2 separate regions of the Gossypium hirsutum genome follow, and region 1 is linked to region 2. The links are chromatin contacts, called in public Hi-C maps. All regions are on one chromosome and are shown on one strand. The core of a region is the stretch at or near the end of the contact, and the rest is flanking DNA. Distances in the headings are between cores, read along the strand shown. Region 1 holds the start of LOC107910419 (transcriptional corepressor SEUSS). Region 2 has its middle 49 kb from the start of LOC107910419.

The links. Hi-C and Micro-C count contacts between places; a contact is called where the count stands out from the background.
Region 1: a contact with region 2 is called in a Hi-C map of leaf, with 3 times the contacts expected there. The contact joins the promoter of LOC107910419 here to the enhancer-like site in region 2. A contact is called at or near these places in 22 of 34 Hi-C or Micro-C datasets (anther, callus, cotyledon and 6 more).

The regions. Positions count from the first base shown.
Region 1 is chrD02:11,307,459-11,310,273 of Gossypium_hirsutum_v2.1, forward strand. LOC107910419 (transcriptional corepressor SEUSS) reads left to right here and starts at 1,470. Exons shown (of 10, transcript XM_016838252.2): 1 at 1,470-1,909; 2 at 2,487-2,815.
Region 2 is chrD02:11,258,463-11,261,300 of Gossypium_hirsutum_v2.1, forward strand. No RefSeq gene overlaps it. Among protein-coding and RNA genes, the nearest start is that of LOC107910419, 49 kb to the right of the region's middle. Within about 2 kb of position 1,354, at least 2 of the 9 cell types and tissues checked have an H3K27ac peak or open chromatin away from gene starts, as enhancers often do. A contact at or near this core is called in hypocotyl and leaf, where this site is marked.

The DNA of each region.
Region 1 (2,815 bases), core at 220-2,719, 49 kb after region 2:
GTGTATTGTTTTTGTTTTGACGTTATTTTGGGATTTCCGACCATTTTTTAATTTATCTATATTAAAATATTAAGCAAGATTGACATTGGAGATTCGTAACAGGATAATGAGGACTAGCAAGTGGAGATTCGGTATGTATCACGAACAACGAATATGACTATTCATGATAGAACAAGATAGTAAGGAGTTGCTAAACGTGGTTTTATTTTTTCTCATAATCACCTTTGATGGTGCAATGTGTAATGTTGAGGGATAAATGCTGAGTAATCAGTCTATTATTATCAGTTGAGCGTTATAATTCAACTTCCTTTTGTAACTGTTAGAATTAAGTGACCCAAATCCTTATTTAAATAAAATACTGTGGTAAAATAAAATAAAAGTGATCCCTTTTATTTTATTTTAGAATAAGGTTTCTAAACCTTATTAAACTCCATCTATTTGATATTATTTGAATAAGGAGTTTCACTCCTATTAGAATAAGGTTTACAAGCCTATAAATAGGCATAGTCTACTCCTCTTGTAATTAAGTTTTCGACATAGTGAATTTTCTTCTCCTCTGCCCGTGGTTTTTTCCCGAAAGGGTTTCCACGTAAAATTTGTGTGTTCTTTATTTTTCTATTTTTATTTTTCTTTGAAATATATTGTCATTACCGACATTATATTTTTCTCAGTAACTAAAAAAAAAAGAGAAGGGATTATATGAAATTGTGATTCCACGTCATCACTATCCCTTTCTAATAGGAGAATGACAAATTAGATTTTTTCTCCTGAAAAAATTTAAATTCAACTAAAAATGTTAAATTCAAGAGGAAAAATCGAATTCGTCATTTTCCTATTGGAAAGGGATAGAGATGACATGAAATCACAGATTCATACAATCCTTTCTCCTAAAAAAATAATTAAATATGATTTTGATTTAAAAGTAAAATTAAGATAGGTCATCAAGAATGAATTCTTTTTAGATATATCAATATTTGTTACTTTATAAAGAAATTGAGTTTTTAATTGTTTTCCAATTGAATTAATATACGGTTGACTTGTGATATACACTTAGCCAAAAACTTAAATATAATATAGATGTTTATAATTTATTTTTAAATTTTTAGTAAAACATATAAATTATAAATTATAAATTAAATTAATAACATAATTTTATTTTAAAAAAATAAATATGAACTGCTACAAATATAGGCAGCTACTGATGAATACCAAGATGGAAGCGATACGCTAATGATAATCGAATTATTCAATTTCTAATTTTGAATAATTCATTGAAAAATTAAATTTCAATTAATTTATCATAGTCTCTTTTAATTGAATTGGATTAAATTAAATTTAAGTAAATTATATTAATTCTTATGGCAACAAAATTTTACTTTTAACCCCATACTAAGCTTATGGTAATTTAGTTTTAAAATAATCAAATTTGAAAAGAAAATTGAAACAATCATGTGGCATTAGTGTAAGCATACACATGCAACGAAACAAGTGCGTCACTTTAATACATCCCATCATCCATAATTCATGATGGATGGATGGATGGATGGATGTGATGCCATCATCATCATCATCATTCCATGGAAACAAAAGAAGGGAGTGAAGGGGGGAAAATAAAAGAAAAATTCAATCTAATGGAATGAAATTTTGACGTCCGCAAAGGACAATACAAACACTCTCTTTCTCTCACTAGATACAGCGAAGAAGAACAGGGCACGTACTGAGACAAGAAAAAAGGAAAAGCAGAAGAATTGATTTAAGAGGAGAGCAAAAAGAAGGTTTTTTTTTTTTTGGTGAAGTGTAGACATATTAATTGCTTCAGATTATTGAAGCAAAAAAGAAGAAAAAAAAAGGAGTAGAAGAATTGAAGAGAAAGAGAGTTCAAAAGACATTTTGGTATTTTTTGTTTTGGGTATGTTTTGATTGAAATCAAAGCTTTGGAGATTTGGGAAACTTTCTTTACTTTTTTTATTTTCTTTCCCCTTCTTCTTTGTTTATCTTTTGACAGTAACTGTGAGAATTTTTCAACGCTGGTAAGTCTTCTCAAAGTCTCTTCAGCTTTGACCCTTTTGCTAGTTTTTTTTGGGGTTTAAGTCTGGATCATTGATTTCTGCTGTTAGTGGCTGGATCGAGTTTAGTTGCTTTTTTAATGTATTTGGTTAAACGTTCGTTTTTCTTCTAATAAAGTTGCAATTTTTTGGGGGTTTGGAGGTTAAAAATTTCAGCTTGGTCAGTTGATTTTACTGTCTTTCTCTAATTTTAAGTAAAATTTTGTTTGAGTTTTAATGAAATTTCTACGGTTTTGAGATTTGGGTTTTTCTTTAAGATTCGATTGGAGTTTGATTTTACGGTTATCGGATTTCAGTTTTAAATTTCTTTTTGTTGACAGTCTTAATTACTTTTTGTGCTGAATGTTAGTAAAATTATTTTTCGGATGATTTATGTTTCAGTGGATCTGAAAATTCTTATGTCTTCTTTTCTTTTATTAGGAATTCGAGGGAAAGCCATTCTAGTGTTGCTTGACTGTAAATGTTAGAATGCTCAGAATCAGAGCTTCTTCTTGGGCTTCGGTTTTCTTTGGTAATGGCCGCTTGTATGGTGGAGCAGAAAGCTATATGCTCAGGCACAGAACTGATCCCTTGTTATTTGTCCACAATGAGGACTGGAAAGTTAAAAGCAGCCAAGTTGGGCTGATTTCTTGAACTCTGCGGCTGATTTTTTTGTGTTTTGTTATTAACTGTAGTTTATTTAGTTGAATTCATGTTGTTTTAGATAGTTGTTACATTTTTGTGAGTGAGTTTTAGGTAGTTAGTCTTGA
Region 2 (2,838 bases), core at 104-2,603:
TTGATATGTAATGAAATGTAATGAAATGTTTAAAATTTTTTGTCTGATTAATCCGTAAACCCTGGTAATGCTTTGTAACCTTGTTCCGGTGACGGATATGGGTTAGGGGTGTTACATGGGTAAACTACTTAATTAGCCACTGAATTTTTACATATTTCTATTTTGGTCACCTAACTATGAAAATTTTAAATTTGATCACTAAACTATTTGAATTTGTTTCTATTAATCACTATGTCACTAAGTTTGAAACAACTAGATGATGTGGCCGTTATAAACTACATGAATGGTCACTCAACTATGAGAGTGTTTTTGTTTTCATCATCCAACTATAAAAAAAATTATTTAGTCACTAATGTTTCCAAAATTAAATTTTTTAGTACCATGCCATTAAATTTATAACAAACATTGGACATGACTATTTTTTATTCGCCTAATAACAAATTTTACCATTCAATATTTATATGTTCTATCAATTTAGTCCTAATTCTAAAAAAATCAATAAATTTTAACTCTAAACATTCTTACTAGTATTTGGCACTAGAAAGTTTTTTAATAAGACTTGAGTGTTTTGGGCACAAAAGAACCACTATTTTAACATAAAAATTTACAATAACAACAATAATAATAAACAACTTTCCGATGACTTATTATCTTTTTGGCGTCGGAAACTAAAAACCTTTGAATTTTCTAGTGTCGAAAAAACATTGTTTAATCTAAAGTGTTAAAAAAATTTTACCAACAACTTAAGATTTTTTTGACATAAAAAACTAGAAACCTTTGAATTTTATTGCAGTGAATAACACCACCTAAGAACCTAAAAGAGTAGGTTAAGAAAAAAAAGCAATAATTAAGATGAAATTAAAAATTTTATAAATATTGAAGGTTAAATTTATAGAAGATATAAATATTGAATGGCTAAATTTGTTATTAAAGGCATGGTGACTAAAAAATCTAATTTCAAAGAAATTTAGTGATTAAATCGAAAAATTTTTATAATTAAATGATTAAAACAAAAACATTCTCATAATTAAATATCATTATTATAGTTTATAACAGTCATGTTATCCAACAGTTTCAAATTTAACGGCTAAAATTATAAATTTAAATAATTTAATGATAAATTAAAAATTTTCATTATTCGATTGCCAAAATAAAACGCAAAAAATTCAGTATATTAGTTATATATAAATAATAATAATAATAAAAGGACAAAGGAAATTAACGTGGTATTCGTTTATTCTTTTTGGAGCGGTCGTATAATCACCGTTGATAAAAATCCGAATTTTGGATAACATATTAAGTAATGTAGTCCTCTCCACATGTTAACACCTCACCGCAGTCATCGGGAAAAAATAGGGTGCAGTGTAGTGCTTTACTGCTTTTTGTCCCTGTGCATCCGTGAGCCACACATTAATTAACTCTTTGTTTTTTTTCATTTTATACTCGTATTAAATTATGAGACACTTACAACTTACGTGAAAGAAAATACATAAAAAAAAACTGCTTAATATATAGATTTGCTCCTAAATTTGTCAATTTTCTCACATTAATCCCTAAATTTCTTTTATCATATTGGTTCTTAAGGTTGGCATGTGTTATAAAGACTGATCTCTACATTAACACTGTATTTTTTTAGGAATTTGTTGATGTGGATAAGTATGGGGTTGAAATTTTATTTTTTATATATTCAATTTTTTTGAATTTTTTTCAAAATTTAAAGTTTTTTTTTATGTTTTAGGAATGATTAAAAATGAATCTACATGTCGTCTCTTTATTTCTTCACGTGTCGCTCTCATACTTGTCCACATCAGCAAATTCTTCAAAAACAAACTGTGTTAGTGTAGGGATCAATATGTTTAGTGGATGACAATCTTAGGAGTCAATATGATCCAAAAAAATTTAGGGGCTAATGTGAGAAAAGTTACCAAATTTAGGGGTCAATCTATATATTAAGCCTTAAAAAAACTAATGATGTTAACAATAAGGACAAATTTATATAACAAATACCAACCTTAGGAAGTAATGTGATAAAAAAGAGAGTTTAGGGCCAATTTGAGAAAAGTTACTAAGTTTAGGGGTCAATCTATATATTAAGCCAAAAAAAACTAATGCATAACACTCCTTTGAAGTATTAGTTTATAAGTTTAAACTTTGACGTTGTATTTTAATTTTTACATAAATATTAATTATTTTCTTCTGACTTGGATCCAATTAGAGGGAGATATATGCGCTCTTCTGGTTCTAGCCTAGCCCACAGGATTATGATAAAAAGTTCACTGTTTTTGGATTTATTCAAATTAACTTTTTTCTTCAAAAGAATTTGTTTTTGGATCATTCAAATCAAATTTATTGGTTTCAAGTTTTGCTACTTTTTTTTTTTAACACTCATTTAAGTCCTTACCAAATTTGTTAGTTCCTTCAATTTTTTTTACTAACTAAATTCCGGATTTTGTATTTCATATCTTATTTGATAAACTGAAAAATTAAGTATTAAAAATTTGAATCTTGAAAAATTATGTGTCGAACTTAAGTTATAAAATCTATTTGGTATATTATTATTTAAAATTAAATATGAAATACAATTAGGTTCTTTGATAAATGTAAATTTTAGAGGTAAATTGTTTAAAGGATAATATTAAATGCTTCAAATAAATTAAAATTTTCTACATGTAAGCTTATTATTTTTCACACTTTTTCATTTTAAAAATATTTTATATGTTTTTTATATCAAGTATGCTTAAAAAATTTAAATTAGTGAATATATTATTTTTTAGTTGATTTAACATTTTCAATAAATTATCAAACAACACCTATTTTTTATATATTAAAAAACTGTTT